2 separate regions of the Zea mays genome follow, and region 1 is linked to region 2. Evidence: chromatin contacts called from public Hi-C data. All regions are on one chromosome and are shown on one strand. Each heading gives the region's core, a stretch centred on a gene start, on an enhancer-like site or on the middle of the called end of the contact. The rest is flanking DNA. Distances are from core to core; before and after follow the strand shown.

Region 1 (6,973 bases), core at 745-3,244, 390 kb after region 2:
AGCGACTAGCAGAGAAAGTCGAGTTGCTCAGATCAACTATCACCTCTACACTGACTTCTCGACTAGTCGCTCGACTTTAAAACCTTGCCTAAGAAAATGTAAAAGGAAATGGAATAAAGATGGCACCTGCACAAAGCAATATACCTTGCAGAGTGATTATGTGCAATATTGTTGCTACATGACTACAAATGAAGGCAAAAAATGAAGTTAATAAAGAGCAAGTCCTATAGGTTTTCCACTATTATGTTCCTCGTTTCTCCAACTGAGGACCTTGGTCTTTATTATCTGAGAAACTGAGCAGCTCGTAAATGAACGTGGTTGGTAAGTCTCTGGAAAGCTATCAGTGACTGAACTTGCATCCCAGCCAAATGCTACCTTATAGCACCAGTATATTGGGAAAAGCTGGGCATTGTACACCAATACATGTGCCATCAGTGTCCTGAGGTTATCCACACAATTAGAAGGAGCATACTATTTAGATATTGTAAGGTTAATAATTAAGCCCTCTTATGTATTGATAGATGCTAGGTAAATGACCATGTGATGCAATTGACGTTATGGCTCTGTTTTTGTGTCCTGAATTCTCCAGCTTCCATTTGTCGTGTGCAGATTACCACATTCAATATTTCGTTAGTTGTTCATGGAACTATTGCTGAAAACATGGACTTTACGGAGGTAATTAAGTTTTATTTATAAGAACCATTTGTTTACTTGAACAAGCAAATGTTGCAACATTGATAACTAACTGTTCCTATTGCATTTTTTTTAGGATGATTTACACCCATATGCTGTTCCAATGGCTATGGGCATTTACCGCCGACTGGAGAGTCCCTTGGATATCACTACAAGTACTATCATCAGGAGGATTGTTGCTAACCACGAAGCCTACCAGGTAATCGCTGCGATCTGATGGTTATGGGTCCTTTATATGCAGCAGCATGCAGTATGTTGCACAGTGTACATGTTCGCAGTTACACGCATCCGTTGATTTTTTGTCGTCTACATATCTCAATGAATGTGCGTGCATATTAATTTTTTTGCTGATATTGTGGCGATGCATCATTAACTGCTTGAGCAAAGGCAGCCTTGCATGTCAGCACGTGTCATTAAATAATGTCTGTTTTCTTGGGACCAATCCCCCCCTTTACTATATTACACGCCTGGCAACGTGTTCTTCGGTGTGGGGCTGTTGCCGTTTCATTTATTTATTATTCTGGTCCATTGATCTGGTGGTGTCTGTATTCACTTTCGCTGTGTCCATGTGCGATTCTGCAGAAGCGGAACGAGAAGAAGGAAGCAAGCGAGAAGAAGTACTACGAGAGTAAAAGCTTCGTCAACGGGGAGTGAAGTTACGAGTAGCAGAACTTGGATGAAGATTGCTGCCTAGACCGTTTAGCAACTGCAACAGTTGGGCGATCTACAGACTACAGCCGTACCTTTTCTTCGGTATCTTTGATGTTCCGCTGACATAGCTTAGGAAGCATGAGCAAAAATGACTAGGCAGAGGAGATGGCGAGTCTAGGAGCATTTCCATCGTTTCCCTAGCGTCTTCAGCCAATTCCCTGCCCCCGCTGTATTGTATGTATATGCGCCTTCCAGCTGAGTTGCATTTGAGATCTATAGGCTTTTCCACCCATTGAAACTATGCGCCACAGTATGAAAACCCTGAATGTTAGCGTGGTTGACAACTATTCGCTGCTGGTGTTTCTTTCCCGTATGCGCTGGCAGGCAGTCATTTTCTTGAAAATCTGGTTGGGTTCCGCTGTGTTGCTGAACTTGAATGAACACATGGACTGTCCGGTGTCGGCGATGGCAACAGCGACTGATGGTACACCTGGACGGCTGTCCGGCCGGCTGGCTGGCTGGATGAAACGAACGTGGGTTGGTGACACGTTGGGATCTGATGATACGATATGGATCTGTGAATTAACTGCTGACAGATGGTTGCCGCCGATCTGCTGCACCTTGTCGCGGATGGAAAGAGATGTGCTACCTGTGATCCGCGCGCACATCTGTTGCTGGGCCTGCTCGTGCCTGCTCTCTTGTGAGCAGCATTTACTGTAGTCTGTCCACTGGACGCTGACGGGTTTGCTTCGCCAGCAGACATTTGTTTTCGCCTTGATCTTGGATTAGAACGCTCGCGTCCTGGTTTTCGGAGTGCTTCTTCATCGTCCGACTCACGCGTGGCCACGGTTGAGTCGATAGGCTCCGCCTCCGTTTGTTTCTTCTGTTTGGGTAATCGTTTGTCGTTTCCCTTGGGAAGGTACAGAGTATTGCACCCTCGTCCCGCACCTTCCCTCCTCTTTCCCAACAGCATTCGTATAGATAAACCAAAGATAAGGAGTAGCAATCTGACGAAAAATGAACCCACACGGCCACACATATGTATCAATTGTGTGTTCGTTCGCTGTTTCGACGAGCGACTGAACGTCCAGTCAATCAAAGGCTCTCCGCCTGATCCTTGCATGTGCTTTCGCCCGTCCTGCGTGCTAGCTAAAGGCCTTTTTTTTCACTTTGATCAGCAACAGCACGGCCCTAACCAACTTCGCTTTGCTCCTTGACACTGCTGCTGCAGGCTGCAGCAATATGATCACAGTAGCAGTGGGTACCGTGCCGGTGGTAAATTATGCGCCCGGCCTGTGGATGGACCTAAAAGACAGAGAAAGAAAGGTGACATACATGACAGGCGCTAACTGTATTCTACAGGGCCTGCACATGATGCAGTGCAATGCAGCTTTCTTTTCTCTATCTCTCTCTCTTCAATTCGGCGCCGATGGTAGCTAGCTTTTGCTAGTTCCAAGGTAGCAGAAGATCTTGATCAGCCCGCTGCCTGCCGAGATCTCCTTTGCCTTTGTTTTGTTTTGTTTTGCTTTGCTTTGCTTTCCACCATGGGCAGGGCAGGGAGAAGCACCCGTGTGCACAGTTGCATTGCACATGCGTGCATGGGCAAATGGCGAGACGCCCACGCCACCCTACCCCTGGGGGTGTACGTACCATCGTTATGTGGCCGGTTGGCAGATACTTACGTCCCAACCCAGTTATCACCTGAGTCTGAGAGTGTGCGTGCGCCCGGCCTCGACACCACCGCGCCGCCGCCACGCTCGCCGGCGACGACCCTCCATGCATGCCACCGCGCGTCCCACGCCACCTGCGCACCGTCGCCTCGTCCCACGCCGGGCTGCTGTCTCAGGCCCCTTCCAGAATCCAGAGGAGCATCGAGAGCAATTACTCGCTGCGCCCATGGATGGAACACTATGCATGCATACATACACTAGATTACACAATAAACCCTATATTTAAAGATTAGGTTAAAGCAATCATAAATCTTAAATTTTAAAATTAAGTTAAAAATATTCATAAACTATAATATTAAATAGATGAAAAGCTATATTAATAGTTTTATAAAATATAGTGTAGACATGAAAACGAGATTTATCTAACAGACCTTCTAAGAAATATACTCCCTGGATATACTGTCTATCAACACTAATACTACTGCATCTGTACATGTTTTTAGAGAGAGCGTGCCTTATATCATGGGATAAGACTAAAAAGTAGTTACACCTTATATCGATGTCTTGACTTAATAGTTAATACTACACCCAACAGTCTACCATCCAGTGGCATCTCACAAGCCACATCCGTTGAAGACTTTGAGCGATCAAATATTGGATTGTCGATTTTATGATTGTATTGTTCGTTCAACAGGCCATTCCAAAACTTTGTTAGATAGTTCCTGAGGCAATAGGCCTAAACACATAAAAATCATAAACTACATGACAATTAATACAATATTCTTTCTATATTAATTTTTTAGATATTTTCTCCTCTTTATATATATATATATATATATATATATATATATATATATATATATATATATATATATATATATATATATATATATATATATATATATATATATATATATACCGATAGTATATCGGTGAGGCCAAACTCTCTGGCCCTGTGTGGAAGCGCATTATTTTTGCAGTTTCGAAGTGATACTATGGTGTTTAATTATACTGTCATATTGGAAACCAAAATGTGTTTAGTTGGCACATTCAAAACACAGTGTTGGCGCCTTTTGGATCAAACACTAACGATCCCGAGATCACCCTCGTAGTGAGTCCATGGTTTGGAGATTATTCCTAGGTCCCACCCAGGAGGAGTCGGGACCTTGGAGAGTGAGGTAGTAGATAAGATGTAAGACAAATACCACCACCTGCAATGTAGCCTTGAACTCGACCTTTATTTCTGCTTTACAAGATACCACCTCTATGATGGTCACCACCTATTTTGGGCCAAACAGCAACAAATCCTAGAGCTTCTCGTGATGAGCAATACCTTGGATTCAGCTCTGTGAGGTGGACGACGTCATGGACGGTCTGCGGCAGGGGACCGGACCGTCCTCGATCCCTCTACGGGAGCGGGTCTTCCTAGATGATCTGGACCTTGGGTCGAACTGTCCACGATGGCGTAGAGGGTCGTCTTCTCCGCGAAAAACACTAGAACTCATTCCGGGAGAGATCCCGTCGAGGGGGAGAGTTCCAAGGCATGCCCCGGGATCAGCAGGCCACCCGAGGTGTCTCTGGTCGGCGTATAGTCGAAGAGAGATAGTTGTGGCAGGCCACAAATAGATTTAAACTAAAAGGTAAATGGAGGTAAATAGATTGGTTCGATTAGAATGTGTTCGGAGGTTCTCAATCGGTCGTACCCCTTTATATTTATAGGGAATGAGGTATGGACATGTTTCTAGTCGATAGCCCACAGATCCCACGTGATTAGATGGATAACCACACACGAGATAAGGATGATCGTCCGAGTGTGAATCATCTAGGCCCCTAAGTGGTGTTTTGGTAATTAATGACAACCGATTATGGATTAACAATTCTTGGAGAAGTAAGAATGCAGGATTGGACCACATGAAACAGTAAAGTCTTTGAGACTTATAACCATTGATTGTGGATCAAGTGAAGGCAAATGTAAAATGTAGGTTTTATTTTTTTGCCGGTCAGCGGGTGTTTAGAGAAGAAATTGACCGGATTAATAGGATAGATAGTCGTACTATTAAGAGGGGTCAATGAACTTGATCGGTGTAAAACTTAGTGCCTCATAGAGCATAAACAGTTGCATTTGCATGAGGGCTAAAAACGCTTCGTTTTTCAAAATACAAAATCTTTTGAAAAGCGCAAAATATCAACTCTGTGGTCGACGGACCGTCTGGGCCAGGAGGCCGGACCATCCGTGACTCTGCCAGAGAAGTCTGCTGGCGCCCTGTCTCTGTCTCCCTTCGCGGACCGTTCGAGCCAGGAGGCCGGACCGTCCGCATAAACCAAGTTGAGTTCGGACAGGGACAATGTGTTTTTGAGTCCTTGCACTACAGACCATCCAGGGTTTTTAGCCAGACGGTAAGTGGTCCATGTGCGGACCATCCGACCATGAATGGCGGACAGTCCGCTCGAGTTGTTTTAACTGGCCAGTGCTCTGGTATTCCAAGTTGATATGTCCCGGACCGTCCGGCCCAGGAGGGCAGACCGTTTGGGCTTAACTTTTTCTGACAGCACTGACAGACAGCACTGACAGGTTTCAAACGGTCTTTATAGTCGTTACTGGTACGGCGGACCGTCCGCGTGTGCACAGAAGTTGTGCTAGTTGCACATAACGCCTAGGTTTGAGTTGTCGGCTATAAATATAAGTGGAGCTCGTGTGTGAGGGCTCTCTTGGCCACTCCTAGCATACATTGAGCTCATTTGTGATCCTCTAATTCAAACTCTCACACTCGTTGCTTGAGATCGCATTCTAGTGAGTGATTGAGAAGTTCTAGTGCATTTGCATCCTTTGTGATCATTTGAGGTACTAGGTGGTACACCATGCAAGCGTAATCAACTTGTTACTCTTGGAGGTTTCCGCCTCCTAGACGGCTCAGGTGTTGTCTCCATCGAGCTCTCCATGAAGATTGCGGAGGAGCCGCGGTGTTGATTGTGAGGGTTTCACGCCCACCTCGCCGGAGTGGCAAAGGCGACACTAGTGGAATCGAGGTATTGAGTGAGTTCTTGTCCACTTGGCTCAAAGATCAAGCCGTGTGTTGATAGAGGAGCAAGTGAGAGCTTGAATTCCACCTCAACGTGAATTAGGGGTGATAGGCAAATCACCGATACCATGTGATAAATTTCGGTGTCATTCTCTCACCTTTTACTCATTACTTGCAAGTAGTTAGTAATTTGTGTATTGTCTATCTTTTGTTGCCTAAACATCTAAAGCTATGAATGTATTCTATGATGCTTTAGACATAAATGAGTTCAACCGCATAAAAAATCTCACAACCGCTCTTGAGATTTGGACAAAGCTAATGGAAATTAATGAAGGAACTACAATTGTGAAGAGTGCTAAGTTGTATGTATGCAAAGGAAAGTTTGAGCAATTTCTCATGAAGGAGGATGAAAGTGTGTTTGACATGTTTAACCGGTTAAATGAGATAGTGAATGAGCTTAAGGGACTTGGTTTTAATGTACCGGATGTGGATTTCACTCACAAGTTCCTTAGATCTCTCATAGAGAAATATGACACTATTGTGACCATGCTAGTAAGGAGTGTTTTGACCACTACCTCTCCAACCAAAGTATTGGGAGAAATTGTCACTCAAGACATATTCAATAAATCTCAAGCCGAAGCTATGAGTTTGGCTAAAAAGGTGAAAGGGGAATCAATAGCTCTCAAAGCTAAAGTTTCAAAGGAAATTGAAAAGGAAGAAAGTGAAGATGAAGGAAATGGAAGTGAAAGTAATGAAGAATTGGCTCTCTTTGTGAAGAAATTTAACAAATTCATGAGAAAAAAGAAGGGTCAACCTAGATAGGGACAAACATCAAGAAGAAATGCTTTCAATGATAGAAAATGTTTTGAGTGTGGGGAACCCGGTCACATTGCCATGAATTGTCCAAGCAAGAAGAACAAGGGCAAGGATGGAGATGAT
Region 2 (6,844 bases), core at 3,020-5,519:
ACTTGGCAGTATATTCTTCAATTACCACATTATAATAATTTAAAAGAGAAAAATACATACACATATATTTAATAACACTATAATTAATATAATATAGATAAATAATATTCAATATCTCATAAATAAGTATTGTCAAATAATAACTCATACATAAGTGTACTCTAAATTTAAACTTGCTCATCAACTGTTTGTGCTAACATTGAGCCTAACTAAGTATATAACTTGATGAAGTCTATGAAAGGGCAAATACAACTTGATGAAGTCCATGATCTTGTTGGTCTCCAGATCGATCTTGATGGTGTCGTTGGCCTTGATGAGAGGGTCGGGGTAGCGGATGGTGCGGTCGTCGTAGGTGTTCAGGTAGGGGATGACTTTCTGGCCAAACTGAACAGACCTCACCTTGCAGAGCTTGAACTGCACACAAACCAATACATAAGTGTGGTTCTTGAAAGACAATTGATCCTTGAAAGACAATTGACCGCAACAGCCATTTCATCCATCATATCATGCCATTCTCGCTTGTGGGAAATTGGAGGATACATGCTTTATAGAATACTTGGATCCACTGTACAGATTGATACTTTTCTCCTATGCTCAGGGGATAGATCCAATTGAGCACTATGAAAAGCCATGTCGCGCAAACCTGCGCCATTTCAAAATTAAGCAAGGTAGAAGCAAGCATACGAAAAACTGAAAATTGGAGCATTGCTACTATTTGCACATAGTAATAAGTCAAGAGAATAACAGAGGTAAATATTCGTCTGCAGTTCGTGTAGTAAGCAAGAATATTTTCTTGAGACCAAGGGATAATGTCATCTTTTTGATGTAATCTGAAGAATGACAACCACCAAGAGTAACCAAAAAAAGGATGATTGAACCATCTCTTTCAACAACATAGAATGATTCTAACGCTTCAAGAAACTGAATTATTGCAGTCATGAAACCTTCCATTACAACCTTGTTTCTGCACAAACATGACATCAACTTTTATCTATTCTTTGGCAGCAAAGAGATGGAAAAGCAGGTTTCCCCCACCCCCATAGCTTTCTGTTTTGTCCCTTGTCCTAGTAATTCGGTATACTTTCGTACACCTTTCCTAAAACACCAAAACTATTATTGAACCTGTTAAACTGCACAGGTTGGTACTATATGCATATCATTTTTAGAGAGTTGACACATCATGAATTCTGCTATCTACTATCTTACATCATTGCAAATAAAATACATACTGGGTGTTTCTAATTCCTTGTAGAAGGGAACATGACAACCCTTAAGCTGAAAGAGCCCAACATCTTAAACAAATTCATGATCTCCAGGAACATACAACTGAGAAAAATAAAGCCAGCTCATTGCAATAGAGGAACAAGTATTATTTGATAATCATTTCTGTTCCACTTTTTTATATAGTCTATGTCATGTCTCCATGCTTATACTGTCAGTGCCAAATCGAATTTTATAAGGTAAGTTAGCATTTTATTTCAAACCCAACATTATATGGTAAGTGTACTGTCTTAATTGGCACGACCTCTCTGATAAAAGCTTGTGTACCTTTTAATTTTCAAATCACTGGCAATGCAAGCTGCCTGAATGCCAGAAAGCATGGGAAGTCAAAAAGCATTTTATCTGTTTTATTTTAGCACAATGCATTCAAGTTAGAAGAACAAAGAAAGCATAATTTCCCAATTATGAAGTCATTAGTCTGATCTCATTACACAGCATTGGCATGGTTTTCCTCAGTATTTCAATACATAATGGAGCATACCTTTAAGGTGTAGACCGAGGTGGTCGTTGTTTCGCAACAATCACGCGCTCAGGGTCACGTACCTGTTAATGAGATAAATCATATTGCTAGTTAATTTTTTTCATATGCAGAGGAAGCTGGTAGCTACTGTCATTGTTTCTGCATTAGCCAACAATAACATTGGTTCTCTCTTTTGTTGTATCATACCGTAGTTGCTAAGATGATTAAACCTCAGTTTGCAATGCTGTGTCTAGACTCCAGACCTCATGCTGATGCAAAGTTCACAACTTCTTTACCATCAACAATCAACAATCGTATGTGGTCCAACGGCACTGTATAAAAGAAAAATAGAAGGGTTAATTCTGATCCTCAGAAGATCATATATGATGCAATCATAACTACTTAACATGGTAAACGATTATAATCCATACTGCATGAATATTTGTAACACAACCAGAAATGCGTGAAGAAAAATTCTGGTGAATCAAATAATATACACATATAACTGAAGCAGATTTCAGGGGATATTCAGCAAAAAGAATATTCCATATATAGCAGTGTCTTCAAATAGAGCACTGCTCTATCACAAGGGAAGTTCAAGAGCTATTCCTATAACTACAGACTAGGAGAGCATATCATTGATGAAATTGCTGTTTTATTAGTGCAATGCATCCTAAGAAACAACATTACACTGGCTATATACATACAGCAGCACATTTTAGGTGCTTTGATGATCATACTGATATCAGAGAAGAGAGAATACAATCCAAGAAGCATGTAGCCATGTAAGCATTTGGGTAGCAAGGGTAAATGATATTCTATGTGGTTCAAGGTGTCCCTTGCTGGTTAATCACGAGTACATGGTTTAAATGTCATATAATCTAGCGAGTAAATGTTCAAGATTAATAGGTCCCCACACATGGCACTATTAAGTTAAGTGAAACTAGTATAAGAATTGCACCAACACTCCCACAGTTTCAAGAGTGAGACCATCCGGTTAATCCATATATGAAATGATATGTAGGATTACTCATGCAACAACAACCACAATGTACCCTAGGTAACTGTGAACTTACTTTAAGAAAAAAATCCTTTATAGACTGCTAAAGTTCCAACAATGCGTCAACTGCTAGTTTGAACAAAAAATTCTGGTACAACTCCATCAGAAACCAAGTTGTAGTGCAAACCTTTCCAATGTTGGAGCATCTATTGTGGCCCCCTCCTTGATTGGAGGGCATAGCAGCTCTGGCTCCCACTCATCACATAGCTCATCAATCTCCTACAGAGACAAAATGCTGGCATTCAGTGACATGCTTCATGAAGAGACGACAAGAACGATACCTTCCACTATCAAGAATTATCTGGTTCTAGTAGTTACAAACGATAAGAACAGCTGACCTTTTCAGTGAGTGGCTTCTTTGGTGGTTTGTAGCTCTTCCTGGAGAGCTGGAACACTATGACTGCAATAAGAAGCCCTTCCACGACCAAGTGACTTGAAAAATCCCGTGGCCACTGCGTGTGAGACACTAAAACTGCCGACCCATCTTGTGAACACACAAAGAAAGAGGGACTACCATCAATATGGACCCCAAAGACGACTGCGCGGGCAAGGGGGCCATTGAAGGCAGCTGAGACACGGGCGAGCACCGCCGCTGTGGCATTCACACACTGCTAATTAATCTAGGACAGAGTATGCTGTGGCATTCACACACTGCTAATTAATCTAGGACAGAGTATATGGATCCTACACATTGGTGTCACAAACACACGTGGTTCATACCATAGAGCGATGGAGCTCCCAGTCCCAAACCCAAAGGAAGCTGGCACGATTCCCTCACACGGTAGACACAATATCTACAGAAAACATGGCTCATCGTCATAGAGCATCACATCAAAATCCCATGAAATGTTGCGAAAGCAACCATGATTAACGGCTCACCTATTAAACCTAACACCTGACGGGCGCTGCACAAATTTCACTTCTCTTTTCTTCGTCCAACAGACTTCTGAAATCTCTCACCTACAACCACATGTTTGTTGGGGAATGACAGCAAGCTCTGGCCGATGCTGGGGGTAAGCGACCACCAAAGAAACTCGGCCGGCGGCTAGATGAAGTTTGCAGGGGAGCTCGCCATGGAAGAAACCCCTGCGCACAGATCAGAGGGGGGGCGAGCTAGAGCTGGGCGACGCCATGGAGAGGGGCAGGGAGCCGGACACGCCAGGGAGCCGTTACGGCTCGAAGGAGATCGAGCAGGGAGGATAGGGCTAAGCGCGGCTGGGGAAGGAGCGCAGGGGCTGTGCGGTTCGACGAGGCCGTGGCCTGGGTGAGCTCACGGCTGGAGCAGGGACGGCCAAAGGAGAATGGCACTGGCTTGGAATGACCATCGGAACGGCACTGGCCTGGTGCTCCACGGAACGGCAGGGAGGCGGCGGCTTGGGGAGAGAAAGAGACGTGAGGGAGAAGGGAATTTGGGAGGGGCAGCAGGTGTGAGATTTCCAGAGATCTCTTAACAGGACTTTTCCAGAGATTTCTTATCATGAGGAAGGGAGTACGGCTGGAAATAAAAGAACAGAATACAATGGGAGGATAAGGATAACAGATATTTCCACATTTATTTTCTATTTAATTAATACACATTCTTCTCCTCCACGGTTTGCATTTCTAAAACAACAATCTTGATCGTAATATCAGGGCTTAATTTGATTAGATTTTAAATCACAAGAATTTGAATAATTCGAATTTTTAATCAGTCACATGCCAGACTGAATTAGACCGGCACGAGTCATAAAAACATTTTTTATTCGCGCTTCGAACGTTTGATTACTCTGCTGGACAAACAATGCAATTATAAACCTTGTGCACGATCTCTTGAATTCTAATAAATTTGTTTGGGACAAAATCGGAGGACTAGACGAAGTTTCTAAATTTGTATTTGCACAATTAATGGATTTTAAATAATCACCAGATTCACCAATCTCCCGAACAAATTTGTTCAGACCTCGTGAGCAGTTAGAACAGGCCGGATAGACAGAGACGAAAAAGATATCAAAATTTTTGATAGGTGAATATTAGAACCTAGAGACCGTTATTATTGTCGATATTCTGTGCTTAAGTCCATAAGCACAGTTTAACGGGAGGTAAACACCAGGGGTGTTACAGAGCCCATAGGGATTGCAGTTTTAAGAAAGTATACTAGCCGAATTCATTATTTACTACATTTTTTCATAGTACGTTTTACAAAAAAAATATCATATAAAAACGGTTTATATTTAGAAGTATCTAGTATAGCCACTAACATCTAAGACAGTTCTTATAGTCTAGACGACTCTAATAATATCTTTATTTGAGATGGTTTCATATACAAAAGTGTCTAATATACTAACCAGAATCTAAGACAATTCTTGCATTCTTAATGACTCAAAAGGTATATTTATTTAAGACGTTTTTCAATAACAATCTGTCTTAAATCAATATAAGACATTTCTTACGATATAACTGTCTCAAAATACTTCTTTATTAAAGACATATCTCAAACGAACCGTCTTATCTTACTTATCACCATATGATAAACGACGCTTCTATAAAATGCACTGATATCCATCTTAAAATGTGTGTCTTAAATGAGCATATCTCTAGTAGTGCTTGTATTGATACCAACAAGTAGTTCTTTATAAATTTCATCTCTAACTCTGTCGGAGAGGGAATTCTCCGGCCGGGTGGCGGAACGCACCCGCCCTAAATCCTAAGATGAGGAGGGGCCTAAGCGTTTTGCCTGTCAGCTAGATGGACGATGAACACAAGAACACACAAGGGTTTTAGAGTGGTTCGGGCCGCCGGAGCGTAATACCCTACTCCATTATGTGTTGTATTGAGCTTGAGAGCTTGTATGAACTTGTGAGTTTGAGTGAGTGTGTGAGCTTGAGCCTAAGTTGGGTCTGCCTTGTAACGTCGTGTGCGCTCCCTTTTATAGCTCAAGGGGGGCACGTACAAGGGTGCTGAGCCCCGACATGTGGGCCCAGGGGCAAAACAGAGGGAATACATATAGAAGTATCCAATGCTAGTGTCGCCCAGAAGATCTCCGAGCGCCATAATATCTGTAGTCCATATAGTATTAATATATCGCGGCTGCCTCTTCGGTAACGCGCGAGTAATGATGAGCACAGTGTATGCCGCAGCACGGGCGTACTGCCTGCCAACGGAATGAACAGGCACGCCTCTAGAAGGATGGCCTGGTCGCCGCCTGCCAGCGGAGTGGACAGGGCACATTAAATGCTGAGGCGGCACATCGCCTGCCAGTGGAATGGACAGGGCTCATTAAATGCCGAGGCGGCACATCACCTGCCAATGGAATTGACAGGCGGTGTGCCTTATCCGCAATAAATGTAGAGGCCGCTCAGCCCAGAGGCCTTACGTCAGGCTCCGCCCGTTGGCTTACGTCACGGGCAGTAGGCCACGTGGCATCATTGGGTCTCCGCATGAGCGGGGAGCAGAATCGTACACGGTAAGGTCCGGACGTGTGTCGGCTCCGGACCCCCGCCTGATCTTGATTAAGGCCTAGGTATTCTTTGTCCTAGTATCCCGGGACCCTGCTGAGAGTGGCCCGGACCCCACACAGAGGGGTTCGGACCCCATCCTAGGGGTTCGGCTTGCGCCCGCGGAGGTCCCGGACCTTATCCGGAGGTCCGGTCCGCATATATAGGGGTCCGGCACCTTCCCATGGGGGTCCGGACCCACTGTTGATACCTTGGGGTATATCGTCTTCTCTGGCCACGTGGTGGCCCCGGAGTCGTCCACATGGTGGGGTCGGGTGTTGTTTACCACGCGACTAGAGATAGCCGCGCGGGCACCGTGCCTTCATACTGTAGTAAGGGGTACCCCTGTTTCAGGGTACCGACAGTGGCCCCCGGGCCCACCTCAGGGGAGGATACGAGCCTGTAGGTGGGGCCAAAGCTTGATTGGCGATTGGCGCGCCGCTTCCGTGTGCTTGCTGACGTAATCACTGCCAGCCCGCCTTCGGTCACGCCAACTGCCACGTCTATCCCCGCGGCTGACTGACCCGCGGCCCCCACGCATGATGGTTTCGCCGGGCCACGCGCAAGGCG

Evidence for each region. A called contact is a pair of places that touch in the nucleus more often than the background predicts.
Region 1: a contact with region 2 is called in a Hi-C map of leaf, with 6 times the contacts expected there. The contact joins the enhancer-like site here to the promoter of LOC103647134 in region 2. A contact is called at or near these places in 2 of 25 Hi-C or Micro-C datasets (leaf and tassel).

Annotation. Positions count from the first base shown.
Region 1 is chr2:154,969,542-154,976,514 of Zm-B73-REFERENCE-NAM-5.0, forward strand. It overlaps LOC100384780 (Ethanolamine-phosphate cytidylyltransferase), which reads left to right. Exons shown (of 9, transcript NM_001177232.1): 7 at 610-675; 8 at 770-892; 9 at 1,276-1,690. The coding sequence ends at 1,347. Among protein-coding and RNA genes, the nearest start is that of LOC118476372, 14 kb to the left of the region's middle. Within about 2 kb of position 1,995, at least 19 of the 20 cell types and tissues checked have an H3K27ac peak or open chromatin away from gene starts, as enhancers often do. A contact at or near this core is called in leaf and tassel, where this site is marked.
Region 2 is chr2:154,572,825-154,579,668 of Zm-B73-REFERENCE-NAM-5.0, forward strand. It overlaps LOC103647134 (long chain base biosynthesis protein 1b), which reads right to left and starts at 4,270. Exons shown (of 7, transcript XR_002749961.2): 1 at 3,681-4,270; 2 at 3,522-3,595; 3 at 3,140-3,285; 4 at 2,929-3,020; 5 at 1,949-2,073; 6 at 1,763-1,824; 7 at 93-643.